2 separate regions of the Sus scrofa genome follow, and region 1 is linked to region 2. The links are chromatin contacts, called in public HiChIP or PLAC-seq maps. All regions are on one chromosome and are shown on one strand. Each heading gives the region's core, a stretch centred on a gene start, on an enhancer-like site or on the middle of the called end of the contact. The rest is flanking DNA. Distances are from core to core; before and after follow the strand shown. Region 1 holds the start of TSC1 (hamartin). Region 2 holds the start of GTF3C4 (general transcription factor 3C polypeptide 4).

The links. HiChIP or PLAC-seq counts read pairs in DNA pulled down with a chosen protein or histone mark.
Region 1: an H3K27ac HiChIP or PLAC-seq map of alveolar macrophages shows a contact between it and region 2. The contact joins the promoter of TSC1 here to the promoter of GTF3C4 in region 2. A contact is called at or near these places in 2 of 5 promoter capture datasets (fetal skeletal muscle and liver), 1 of 47 Hi-C or Micro-C datasets (embryonic fibroblasts) and 1 of 2 datasets of contacts at active chromatin or transcription factors (alveolar macrophages).

The regions. Positions count from the first base shown.
Region 1 is chr1:272,682,767-272,689,657 of Sscrofa11.1, forward strand. It overlaps TSC1 (hamartin), which reads right to left and starts at 3,182. Exons shown (of 24, transcript XM_021070814.1): 1 at 3,101-3,182. LOC110256471 (a long non-coding RNA gene) reads left to right here and starts at 3,451. Exons shown (of 3, transcript XR_002338027.1): 1 at 3,451-4,354.
Region 2 is chr1:272,450,140-272,457,385 of Sscrofa11.1, forward strand. It overlaps GTF3C4 (general transcription factor 3C polypeptide 4), which reads left to right and starts at 4,349. Exons shown (of 6, transcript XM_001929441.4): 1 at 4,349-4,529; 2 at 4,532-4,818. The coding sequence starts at 4,475. It overlaps DDX31 (probable ATP-dependent RNA helicase DDX31), which reads right to left and starts at 4,256. Exons shown (of 20, transcript XM_003122262.5): 1 at 3,703-4,256. The coding sequence starts at 4,059.

The sequences.
Region 1 (6,891 bases), core at 1,932-4,431, 230 kb after region 2:
ATGATCTAAAACCTCTTTCAGACTAATGGAAAAAATTAGCATTTCATGCAAACTAAATTATATTAAACACGGAGGGGAAAAACTCAGTGTTTGAGTAGATACTAATCACAAATACGTGTATTTTTAAAGCAAAAAGCTAGAGTTTTAATGCTATTGAGTATCCTTTCCTTTCACGCTTGCCACTATTTAAATGACAAGACTAATACAAATAACACTCATCTTTCAAAGAGATTTAAAATATGAGGAAATAACAGAGAATACCTTTGAAAAATGTGATATAAAAGAAAGCATTAAAAGTCACCACTCAATGGGTCAAGGTTAAAAGTCACCTGTTTGCTTAGTTTTTACAAGCCATTAACATTTTCATTCAAGCAACTTAGAATGTTTAACTGAAGCCCCAGGACTTGAAGTCCCAGAAATTTAGACTTCGAGATACTCATTTACAATCCAACTCTCTTATTTCACAAGTGAAGAAGCTGAAGCTCAGAGAACTTCAGTGACTTGTGAGAAATCGAAAGCGATGCGACTTTTCGACAAGCTCGAAGTGTTGATGTAGTGCTGTATTTGGCTCATCTGCATCCAAGAATACCCGATTAATTGCAGGAAAAGTTCATTTCAGTCCACTGGGGCCCTAGGACCCACAAGAGAACAGACCTGTACCCTAACAAAGTCGGAAAGAAGACAGATCGGTAAGATCAAGTCAGCTGTAATTCAGAGCCCAAAACTCACCCACCACTACATACACCAGAGGTGAGATGCTATTTTAAGAAAAGCCTCTGCCATAAATTATAAATTAAAAGAAAAACAGCCAAATTGATACCTTAGCCACTGGTCCTCTACCTCTGATGCGCATCAGAATCACCTATGACTTCTTCTAAAAGGAATATCCAGAGCGTCCTCAAAGACCGAATGAATATCCAAGTCTACCTACTATGAGGCCGGACATCTGAGCAAGAAGGTTCTGCTGGACACCTTTCATTATTCTGGAAACATCACGCAGACAGTATGTATTTGATTTGTCCTAGTAAGACTGTCCAGTTTCACCTCACAAGAAAACAGGCGAGCACAGAAAGCATCATATGACACCCCCCAGAGCAGCAGTCTTTGCTGTCAACCCAGCGAGGAAGAGTACAACTGAGTCATGGGATTTGGGACATTCCAATTTAAGGAAAATAAGAACGCCTGTAGTCACCTAAGACTCTGTCTAACTAGGAATTTAGGAACCTACCAAAGTCTTTGTGACACCAGGAAAAGCATGAGGCAAGGAAGGCTTACATCATCTGCCTCGCCACACACGTGATATAAGAGTGTTTGGGATAAGATATTCACTTTGGTAAAAGGATATTTTCCATTTACATCTTCTATAAATACCCCTTAAGTTTATACCAGGTGGTTAGAGGAAGATGCTGCAGCTCCCCAGGGCAATAGCAAAGAATGTTTCAGTGTTTCTGAGGAGCCTCATTTGCCTGATGCATGACTGTTAAAGGTGCATTTCCCTGCACAACCCTAAATCAGTTTCCACATTTGCATACTCCAGGTTTACTCCAGAATGTTCAACTTAAGAATCACAGGTGGTTGTTCAGTAAATCAGGGGCTCCCACAAGGGTCGGGTTCATAATGCTTCTTGAAATTTACAGCTCCACTTTGCCAGGAGGTTTGAATTCAGGCGACTCCAAGTTGATCCCAAAATTATAAATCAGTATCTCAGAAGAGTATTATTCTATTTTAGTACTTTTACAGCTTACTCTATGTAAAGGGAAGTGCTATTTCTATGCTTTCTATTAAAAATCCAGCAAGGATTTTTAGCAAGGCTCCCTTCTGCAGTAAATGCATCAGTTTTATGAAAACAGCAAACACTTTCCAGCCTAATTTAGACTAACATGTTTACAGGCACTATACTGCCATCCCAAACAAAAGCTCTGGTATATAACCAAGTGCACCTCTCTCCAAAATCACGCACACGCGCGCACACAAACGGTCACTTATGCACAAACCTAGGCCAACTGATTAATTCTAACCACCTAATTAGAATGACAGACTAGCTTGGATCAAATAACAGATAAATTAGTCATGTGAGTACAAATAAAGATAGGAGCATAGTCTTGGAATCAGCTGGACCCCAGTTCGAGTCCTGGTCAGATCATCTTAGGAGGAGCAACCTTGGACAAGGCACCCTAACATCTCTGGGCCTCAGTTTCTCCATCTGAGTAATGGAGTGGCTGCCTCTCCTCTTTGTCTTGGGGGCCAAAGGAGACGATGACTGCAAAGCACCTCCACCGGGGCTGCTCCATAAACAAGCTGTGGTTAGCAGGCAGGAGCCCCCCATCCCTACCTCCGAATCCAAAACACATGAAGCAAAAACTCTAACGGGAAACACAAAGAAAGAGCTTTAATTCTAAAGGTCTCTCGGACTGCGGACTCCTCACCCTCCAGTTCCTCAAATGAATGAATGAGCGTCTAGGAGTGGCTCTGCACACCGCTGTCTCCTAAGAACCACCTCTGCTGACTCGAAGGTAACTGTCTTTCGTCGTCGATTACACACCCACAAGCACACCTGGAGCGAGGCACTCCGGTCGTGCACCTTTCGGCGGAGACGCCGAATCCCGGCGGGTCCGCGATGCCCACAGGCAGCCTCCATTCATTCCCCGCCCCCTACCCTTGACCGCTCTCCTCCAGCCCCGGGACCAGCCCCACCACCCGGCCTCTCCCCTCCGGCGAGGGCCTCCCCCCGCTCTCCGCACCCCGCGGGAACCTGTCACCCCACCAAGCGAGGGGCTGGCGAAGGGGCCCACCTCACCCCTGCCGTCGGCACCGCGGCCTGGGGGGTGCAGCCGTCCCTCCGCCGCCGAGGAGGGCGAGGCGCCGGCCGGGGCCGCCTCTCCTCCCTAGAGACCCTCCAGCCCCGCCGGGCCCGGCCACAGACTGCGAGTAACAAGAGGGAGGGGAACGCTCTCCGAAACCCCCTTCCCGGAGTCCCTTCCCCGGCAAGTGGGCCCCTTGCCCCAGCCCCGCAGGGCCTCCCGGACTAGGGTCATGGTGCCAGGAATGCCCCGAGAAGCCCCCGTGAAAAGGAGGGGGGGACACCCCCATACTCACCCACCGTCTCCTCCCCCTCAGCTGTTTACCTCACAGTTCCTCCAGCCTACAGGGCGCCGCCATCTTGGACGTACAGCACCTCCCCCCGTCGTGAAATGCCCACAGCCGGCGGCAGCCTCCGCCACGAAAAAGAGTCCCCAGCGAGACGTCGCCTGCCCCTCGAGCCCGACGACAGATGACCGCGGCCTGCAGCCCCTTGGGACGGAAGAGGACGTCCTTTCTCATTCCTGACGGTGCTAACCGATCGAGAAAGAACCTAGAAGAGTTTGTGAGGCAGGGGGCGGGGACGGGCGGAAGGATTCCGAAAGGGGGCCGCTGAGAGATCTTGTGACTCCGAAGGAGGCAAAAAGAAGGCCGGCGCGGCGGGAGGAGCCACGCGAGAGAGCGAGGGGCGGGGCGGGTCACGTGGCCGGGCCCGGCGGGAGGGGCCGTGCAAGAGGCGTAAACAAGTTCTCCCGGCTGGGTGTGGTTGTGTGTCTGCTGCTTTTCCGATGCTGTGTCTCCGCTCACAGATCCGGGTGCCCCCGCTCCCGGCCCAGGGTCTCCCCGTTCCCGGCCGCAGAGCTGCGATCTTGTTTCCCAAGGAGCCAGTGGGTACCTCTGTGGAGGAAGGGTCTGCTTTAGATCTTTAAAGGAGTTCATCGCTAGGAAAGGAGCAAAGCTGCACCAGGGCAACCTCTGTCCTTCGCAGAGTATTTGCCAAAGCGCATCTCTGGGGCTGCGAAGAACCACGGTGGCTGCTAACCTCAGGTTGCTAACATTTCCGACGTTATGTGGAAAACCACCCTAAGCAGGGCAGGCATCTTTCGAAGCAGAACCCCTCCATTCGGTGCCTCCTCTGCTTCTTCCTAGCTGTGTAAATCTGCGCAAGTCTTGAGGTCCCTTGAGCCTCAGTTTCTTCCTCTATGAAATGGGCATGGTAACATGAGTGACGGGAGGATTCCTGGAGGAAAAGTATGGAGAGTGTTTAGCACAGTGACCCAGGCCAGGTAAAGGTGATGGTTGGTATCTGAGGCAGGTGATGGTGAGCGCTAGGCACCAAAGCAAAGCAAAGCAAAGAGGTGTGAGAGAGGCCGCAGAGAATGAGGTGACGTCCCACTGTGGGGTCTCAAAAGGCTTTTTGAAAGAGTGGGCCTCCTGCTGGGTTTTAAAAGAAAGGTAGGTTTCATGAAATAGAATCGGGAGAGGCTTCTGGGGAGAAAAGGGTATTCCAGGCCAAGAACCAAAGAAGCAAGCGGCTGGAGGCAATAAATGCTGGGTGAGTTATGGGAATAACAGGTTTGTCATGGGAACCAATTGAGTCACAATGCAAGGCCCCATATGGTTTAAGGGGCCTGCTCTCTGAGTGGTCAGCATGCTGGGTGCTGTCAAGGGGGCTGTCAGAATTCCAAGAGGCCTGGCGAGATCTGGGGTGGGGCTGCTCTTGGCCGGTATGGTGCCTTTGTGAGAAGTAGCAAAAGGCATGCCCTCTGGGCCCACAGCGCACGGGAGCAGAGACCCAGCTGTATTTTGACCCCTTCCCAAGCCTCCTGGGAGCCCTTGAGCAGTGCACAACTTTTCTAACTCTACTGGCTAATGGGGAAGGTGGGCATTGAGCTGGGAGTTCCACCAGCCTAAGAGGTCATGGTTCAGCAGACTAGTCTGAAGGCAGGTTTCTGCCCTTCTGCTAATTGGGGGAGCCTTAGTTTCCTCACCTGCAACATAGGGGTAATAGTCACGCCTACCTGGAGTTCCTGTCATAGCTCAGCGGAAACAAACCGGACTAGTTTCCATGAGGACGCGGGTTCGATCCCTGGCCTCGCTCAATGGGTTTAGGATCTGGCGTTTCAGCAGGCTGCAGCACAGATGGCAGACGCGGCTCAGATTCCACGTTGCTGTGGCTGTGGTGTAGACTGGCAGCTGTAGCTCCAATTCGACCCCTAGCCTGGGAACTTGCATGCGTCACAGGTGCAGCCCTAAAAATAAAAATAATAACAGTAATAATGACAGCTACCTAACCGGGACTTGGGGTGGATTCAGTGAGACAGTTAAGCTGTTACTAGCATAGCATCTATTTCAATACATGTTAGTTTCATTACTTTGTCAGCGGCATTGGCAGGTGGCATCTGGTCACTGGCTGGAATTATGCAGCAAATGCTGACTTCATCTGTGTAACCACCCAGCAGAGTCGGCTTGGGGCACAGAGATGGAAGGGATGGGGGAGGAGAGGGGGTCCGGCTTCTTCCGGTCCTACCCCCAGCCCCAGACCATTGCCCAGGATCAGGCTCCTGCCTTTGCATTAACACCTCGGCACATTCTGGGACCACCAGTGATTGGGAGCCTTAGGTCAAGGGATGGAGCCAAGGGATGGGCGTAGCTCCAGAGCTCCGCCCCAGGAGCCACCCCCGCCGCTTCCCCTTCCCCCAATTTTCCTTGGCTCCCCGTGACCTCATCCTGCTGGAATGCTCTCCTCCTTGGAAGGGAGCAGTGCTCCAGGGGGCCATCAGCCCGCTGTTACTGTTTATACAGTGTCTGGAAGAAGAAGGGTAACTGTTCTTTTCATATGGACCACCAGGGGCTGTGAGAACATGCTGGGAAGCACGGGCAGAGGCAGCCCTGCCACCATCTCTGGCCACTGCCCAGGGGCTGCCTGGATATTTTTTGCTTTTCTGTTTTTATCTTTATTTTTGTTTGTGGCTGCACTCATGGCATGCAGAAGTTCCTGGGCCGGGGTCGAACCCATGCCATGGCAGTGATACCACCAGACCCTTAACCACTAGGCCGCCAGGGAACTCCTCTGGTTTTTTGTCGTTGGCTGAATAGATGTTAATCAGACCACTACCTTCCATGTACGACCCTGGAGCTGCTCCCGTGGCCAGGCTTTCTCCCACCAGCATGTCACCCTGGCTGAGGGTGACAGGTAACAGAAGGGCTGAACCCTCAGAGGCACGTTTCCCCCTCCCCTTCCTGAGGAGGACCAGAGCACGACCTCAAGCCAGAGACACCTGGACCAGGCCCAGCCAACCATGATCCCGGGCATCTGGCCAATGAGATTGGCACAGTTGGACATGTGACTCAAGTTGGGCCAATCAGGGTGCTTCCTTGAGTCTTTGCACATGGACGTTGAAGATTCTGTCTTTCCTCTGGGGTCGCTAACCTGGGATGAGGAATCTGTGACCCTCCCGCCTCCCCTCCATCAAGCTCTGTGGGAGTCCAGCCAAAAGATGGGAAAAGACAGAGAGAAACAGAGACACAGATGGAAAGAGGAATGTAGGGTGTTTTCTGCTCAAATTCCCGAGTTCCCGAGGCCAGCCTCACCTGGGCCAGGAGACAAAAACTGTTTTGGCCAATGCTAGTTTCAGTTGGGTTTTGGTCCCTCACAAACAAAAGGCCTTCCAGATGCCGTGAGATTTGAAGTCCTTTGGAAGGACACCGCTAGTCAAAAATATACCCCTTTTGGAGTTCCCGTCATGGCTCAGCAGTAGCAAACACAACTGGTATCCGTGAGAATGCAGGTTCGATCTCTGGCCTCGCTCAGTGAGTTAAGGATCCAGTGTTGCCGTGAGCTGTGATGTAGGTAGCAGATGCGGCTCGGATCCAGCATTGCTGTGGCTGTGGTGTAGGCCGGCAGCTGCAGTTCCTATTCGACCCCTAACCTGGGACCTTCCATATGCCATGGGTGCAGCCCTAAAAAGACAAAAAAAAAGTCCCTTTCAGTGTCATAAGTTCATCCATTTGAGTGGTACTTTTGCACTTGGCTCTTTGTGTGGCAGCCCCCTGCCTTCAGAGGTCACATCTCGTGCAGGATGGAGTCCG
Region 2 (7,246 bases), core at 3,099-5,598:
TACCAACCAAACTCTTGGGGTTAGGAAGCTGCTTCTGACACTCAGGCAGGATCTGTCTCCTGGGATATCTACCTGCTGCTTTCTGCAGCAACTCTGTACATATCACTCCTTCCTTCATCACACAACTCCTTTTTTCTTCTTCTTTGGACTAAATATTATAAACAGGATGCAAACTTCAGATCCCTTATCATCCCGGTCACTCTTGATTCCCGTGTTAACTTCTTTCTAAAAAGCACGTGCTTTGAGTTAGGCACAATATTAGGCAGGCTTCCCAGGGCTTGGAGGCTAAAATCGAAAACGTGTAATATAATCTACAAAGACCTGGCCTCTGCCCATCTCACCAGTCTCAGCTTTACCCTCTGCACCGTCCTGGTCTTCCTTAAACTCCTAGAATGTACCACGTTCCCTCGCTCCTCAGGGCCTTTGCACATGCTATTCCACAGCCATGTCCCCCACCCTCCTGCCACACTCATCCTTGAGAGCTGGGCTCACCTACTGCGTCCTCAGAAGAGCCTTTCCCCACCTCCTCTCTCCTCCCTGTCAAACCAGGGCCCCTGTTCTTGGCCCTCCTAGCACCCTCATTCTCCTCTGTGACACTCAGTGAAATAAGACATACAGCATGTAATTCGCTGTGTGATGTCTGTCTTCCCCATTAGATTGGAAGAGATGGAAGAGCCTGTCCCCTACAGCACAGGACCACGTCTGGCACAAAGTAAATGTTCAACAAATACTTGTAAGATGAATGAATAACAAATGATGGAATTATCCTTTTCCATGAGCTGCCCACCACGGGCCCCCACATTCACAAGGCACTCACTTAAAAAACTGACCACTGAGTAGCTGTCAGGTAGCTTGGTTCTGAAGATACAAAGATGAGCCAAGCCCCTGAAGAGGCAGAGACTAATGGAAGAGACAAAAGTGTAAAACCGCAAATCCAAACCTATATTTGTAGTTCAGAAGAGGCACGGACAAAGGGCTATAAGGGGACAAAACAAGAAGAAAGACTGCCATGGCCTTCAGCGAGGGGAAGGCAGGCAGAGAAGCGGCAGTGCTTCACGAGATGCATCTGAGCAGAGGAGCAAGGACGTATCCGGAGCTTCTAAAAATTAGCGGGTCCCCGAGTCTGCTCTTGCACATGCGTGCGTGATGAGGGGTTGGTTGCAGCACCCGACCTGGGGGGCTCCTCCGGCCCGAACACTCCACACTAACAACCACACTGAATCGTTACTGTACACCTGGCAGGTCAGTATGCCAAGTTCTCGCGTGAATTTCCTCACTTCTCCACACAGCAGTGGCATCATTCCCCTCCTCCTTTTTTTTTTTTAATTTTTAGGGCTGCACCTGAAGCATATATAGAACTTCCCAGGCGAGGGGTCAAATCTGAGCTGTAGCTGCCTGCCTACGCCACAGCCACAGCAATGCCAGACCCAAGCTACATCTGCAACTTATGCCACAATGCTGGATCCTTAACCCACTGAGCGAGGGCTGGGGTCAAACCCGAACCCTCATGGATACTTGGGTTCTTAACCCACTGAGCCACAATGAGAACACCCATCCTATTTTAAGATGACAGCACTGTTTCCAACAATAATGCTACAATCCCATTTAGTAATTGTATCCTTTTTTTTTTTTAATTTTTTTATTTTTTGCTTTTAGGGCCACACCTGTGGCATGTAGAAGTTCCCAGGCTAGGGGTCCAGTCAGAGCTGCAGCAGCAGGCCTACTGCCGTAGCCACAGTCAACACAAGACCCGAGCCTTGTCTGCAACCTTCACCACAGCTCACGGCTACGCCAGATCCTTAACCCACTGAGCGAGGCCAGGGATCGAACCCACATCCTCAAGGATACTAGTCAAGTTCATTACCACTAAGCCACAATGAGAACTCCTGGTTAGGAAACACCCTGTATAGTCTGACCCCTACTATGTTTTGCATTGTCTTCTAGAAGAACATACACCAAAACGTTACCCAGTGTTACCTCTGAGTATGGCATTCACGCGTACTTTTTTTTTTTTTACTACTTCCCAAATTTCCTATAATAAACCACTTTTTTTAAAGAAACAAGACATTCTGCATAGTGTTAGAAACAGCGTAATTTAAGCTGTCAAGATCTTTGTAAACCTAGTATATTAGCTACTCATCCCAAGTTGAGGCTATGAGCAAATGTGATCAACATATATACACAATGCTTATTCAAGACAAACAAAAACGTAGGTGTGGACAAGGCCACAGCAAAAGACTGTCACCACCTTCTTAACATCCTTTTGATACAGTGTCTCAAGCAATCATGAAACCTGATATCAGCAACAACAACAAAAAAAAGACAAAAGACAAAAAAAAAAAAGTTCAAAAATCTAAAAAAAAAAAAAAAAACCTGATATCTTACATTTACCTATTCAATCCATCCCACAAAATTTTAGCAAGTGCTTTCTATGTGTTAATTACTAAGTACTTGGCACAAGCACCCTAATGACCTCCTGATACAGCGATTCTATTACCCACAACGGAGCCAGTATGACTTTATTTTTGAATCGCTGACATTTATTGAGTGCTCCTATGGATCAGAAAATGTACAGTCTTTGAGCGTATTATCTCATTTAATCTTTATAATAACCTCATACGAAGTGGAAATGACTGTTCTCCATTTATGGATAGGAAGAGTAACGATCAGAGAGGTGACGTGACTTCTCTAGGGTCACAGAGCTTAGCATGTTGCAAAGCTCACATGGAATCCAAATCCATCCTGCTCCAAATCCTGTGTTCCCAACTGGCTCTTCTGTAGTTTCCCTTCCCCCTCCGGCACAGATGCAGCTACACCACCGCCCAGGTGAAAACTTTACTCACAGTCTCTAAATCCTAAAGCTGAATATCACACACACACACACACAAATCCGGAAGATAACACAGTGGGCGTTGGATGATGGGAGCTTACCTGAACTCAATGAATTTCAGCATCACCACGTTGTTTGAAAGGAAAAGAACCAATTAAACTTTGGCATTTAATTTTTCAAAAGAATTAAGTGTTGCTTTTTCGAGAAAACACACATAAACACACTTTCCTTGCCTTCAAGCTGTAGCCGTCCTGGTTTTTATGACAACGTATGAATTTTCTGCTTCTCCTCTTTTCTAGGAGCCTAGTGAACCACCTTAAAAACCGATTTTCAGCTTTGGCTTGGGTTAAATGTAGGGCATCTTTCTCTCACCTAATGAGGTGACCACATTGACTAGGTGTATTTTCTCTTCCCTTCATTGCACGTGGGTGAAAATACATCCCATCTTGGAAAACTTCAAAAAACTCTCTAGTTTCCAGTTCTCATTCCGGAAACAAACGACCCTTAGAGTCGAGAAAACGGCGGCTAAGATAAGTTTAGAGACACGGCTGGTGAGTGACGGGGCTGGGGCTTCCGCCCAAGCGTCAGTCCCCAGTTTCTCTGGGAGGCAGCCTCAGGTCCCCGCCGCTACCTCCGACTAGCAGCCCGAGCCGGCCCCCACCCCTCCACACCCACTCCGTTCCCTCCGAGACCCCCTCTCCGCAGGATGGTGTCCGGGTCTCAGACCCGCGCTGCTCAGCGACTCCTCCAGAAGCTGCCCGACGCCTGGCTTTGCCCCCTGAACTTCGAACCCCGACCAAAAGGCAAGGCGGCAGCTCACGGCGCGCAGCGGCCCCGGGTGCGAACGAATCTGAAATCGGGGCAGAACTCACCTGCCTCGCCTGCGCCGGGCGGGGCCTGGAGAACGTCCTGGGGGCTGCGGCGCGGGGCTCGGGAACGTGGAGGAGCGCTCCACCGGCGGCTGCCATGCCGGCAGAAAGGCGCGTCTGGGTCTCTCGAACCGGCCCCGCCGCTCGGCTCGGCCCCACGTGGGACGCGCGCGAGGACCCCGCGTAGCTGCCCCGCAGGGTCCTGCGCCCGCGCCCCTTCCGGGTCCCGGAAGGTCTGCAAACGCACGGCCCGCGCCGCTCGGGGCTGGGGCCGCAGCGCGTGGGGGGCTGCCCCGCTTGAGCCCCTCGTGGCCTGGCCTGCGGCAGAGGTGCCAAGTCCCACTCGACCCCAGAGTTCATGCTTGTGCAGCTCTTTGAATTCCTCCAGAAGAAAAGGCGTGCCTGGTCTAACCAGCATTCCTTCCTTTGCCACCGGGTTACTCTTTCCCCAGCATTTAGTTGCCCCGGGAGGTCCCTAAAGGGGCCTGGGGCTCGATCACCCGGTGGGGATCCTCGCGGCTGCGTGCCCCTTGCCCACCCGCGGTCCAGCCCGCGGAGGAGGCGCGTTTTTTACAGGCAGCGCCTTGGCCACCTGGCAGGGCTGGGTCGCCTAGCAACGGCGGGGTCCTTCCTGGCTCGGCGGCGCTCCGGGCCTAAGGGGAAGAAAACCGCCGCGGAGGGCGCTGGGGGCCGGCGGCCGCGGTGCAAGAGGCGGCAACCGGACGGCGACGCGGAGTTGGCGCGCCCGGGGTCCGGCTTCAGCCTCTGAGGGGAGATGAATACGGCCGACAAGGCCCGGGTGGGGCCCGCGGCCGACCGGCCTGCGCCGCCGAGGAAGAAGAGGGCGAGGCGGGCGGGAAGGGGCCGGTGGCGGACCCGGCCCCCGGGCCCAGCGCCGCGTTCCGCCTCCTGGTGACTCGGCGGGAGCCGGCCGTGAGGCTGCAGTATGCGGTGAGCGGCCTGGAGCCGCTGGCGTGGTCCGAGGACCACCGCGTGTCGGTGTCCACCGCCCGTAGCATCGCTGTGCTGGAGCTCATCTGCGACGTGCACAACCCGGGCCAGGACCTGGTTATCCACCGCACCTCCGTGCCCGCGCCTCTCAACAGCTGCCTCCTCAAAGTAAGTCATCCCCGGGCCCCAGCCCTGGGATCTCCTCCTACTCCCCTCCCGCGGCCGCGTCACCGGTCCCTGGGGAATCCCGACCCACGCCTAGTCCCGGGATTCCCCTCCTTGCACCCAGCGCTTGGGGATAAGCCGCTAGGGTCATCGTAGCTTAAAACAACAAACAACAAATCTAGCCTTTTGTGCTCCGTTTCCCGGATCTCACACTTCCTCCTGACACAAATACACGTGTATTTCGGGAGCTCCCTCTCGGAGCCAGCTTCTTCCCTCACCCCTGCGTCGGGCCGGCTGCTAGTGTAGATTTTCTTTCCTTGGTCTTTTCTGAGGCTCCACCCCCTGTTGACCCAACCCCAGACCTGCCTCGACCGTCGCTCCTATTGTCTGGGGCTTGCTCCCCGAGGACCTCGGCTGGCTTTGTTTACTGTGATGTGCCCTCTCCCTGCGCCTCTTTGGCTTTGGAGGAGAAAAATTGGCTTGCTCCATCGTCTTACCTGTTTCAGTGACTTTATTATGAAATGGTCCTTGTTTCTCATCTTGGGCAGATGGATAAATAAATATGGATGTAGGGGTTAGTACTCCAGTTTTTCTTCAATAATTGAAATTTTTTCGGATGTGGCATGAAAAAATAAGGCCTCTGGAAATTCTTAAACTTCAGTGCAGTTTTAAACTTCAAGCCCAAGATCTCCGTGTAGATTTAGTGCTTTTGGCTTCATATTAACAAAGTTTGCCTTCAGAACTTCAGGGCTCCTGAAGTTTTATTGTTTTATCATCACCATTTTCAATTTTTTTTTTTTTTTTTTTTTTTTTTTTTTGTCTTTTTAGGACCGCATCCTGGGCATATGGAGGTTCCCAGGCTAGGGGTCGAATCAGAGCTGTAGCCACTGACTTACACCACAGCCTCCTCAGATCTTTGCTGCATCTTCAACCTACACCACAACTCACAGCAATGCTGGATCCTTAACCCACTGATCGAGGCCAGGGATCGAACCCCCAACCTCATGGTTCCTAGTCGGATTCATTTCTGCTATGCCACGACGGGAACTCCCAAATTATTTTTTTTAAGTCTTCAGTCGTATTGTTTGTTCATTTTAATAGTTTAAAAGTATTAAAACTTTCTCCATTTTCTTTATGAATCTGTAGGCATTTATACAATTACCAAAGTGTATATCTTTCAGGACATTTTTGAATACCACTTTGGATAAGCTAGGCACCAGTCTAGGCTCTGGAAGTAAAGCATTGTGAAAAACAAAGACCCTGGCCTCGTGGAGCTTACATTCTTTTGGCAAGTCATGACCAAATAACGGTGTCACACTAGATAGTGATAAGCCGTGTCAAGATGTCTCTGTATACAGAGAACATATTTATGTGAGTGAAGTTGGGTTTTTTTTTTAACTTACTCTGCACAGCTGTTTAACAAGTGAATCATTAACTGTGGGTAGGGTTCGGGGAACCTGCACCACTTGTCAGCATTCCTGATTTAAGTTTGAAACGGACAGTTGATGTTGAATTAGATCATTGGTAAACCAGTATGGTTAAGCACTCATGTCATTGGTCAACTTGTATGATTGTGCACCCGTTGGTTCAAGTATAAACAAATCAGGGGGATAGATGGTGGTAATGCTATGGAATTTAGAAACACCTAAGGAGGGAAGCAGAACAGAGGGATCTGAAAAGGTGTATCCTCTGCTGAAAAGGAGTTTACTGTTGCTAAGGATGCTCATATGCACAGTCAACTAGAAGAAATTTTAAGTGTGTCGCACTCATCAAGGAAGGTTATTTGGTGGTAAATCTGCAGCAGACCTTGGGGGTCCGGGGGGGAGTAAGGTTTGGGTTGTAGGAGGAAGGGAGGAAAGCGTCCCGCAGGTAGTGGGAAGGAGGTGCCCATCTCACACACTGCGTCCAAGCCACGAAGGTAACCTGCTGGTGTTTGAGTAAGTAATGACAGCTCATCAGTGGGTGCAGGTAGCTTTCCTGGCGAGTCAGAGAAAGTAAGGTGGGGCCAGTGTGGGGACATGCAGGTCAGTCTGAGGAGGCTGGCTTCAAGCTACGAAGCCTTGAGTGCTATGATAGTATCTTAAACGTGGATGACCTGGTAAAGCTCATGAATGTGAATCTGGCTGGAGTAGAGGCAGGAAGATGATGGTGAAGAGTCAGGATAAACTAGGGATTAAGAGATTGAGCTTTGGCACAGGATAGCAAGATGGGCCTCTCCATAAAGGGAGGATAATAAACTTATTTAGAATTTTTGGGAGTTCCCCTTGTGGCACAGTGGTTAACGAATCCGACTAGGAACCATGAGGTTGAAGGTTCGATCCCTGGCCTCGCTCAGTGGGCTAAGGATCCGGTGTTGCCATGAGCTGTGGTGTGGGTCGCAGATGCGGCTCGGATCCCACGTTGCTGTGGCTGCGGTGTAGGCCGGTGGCTA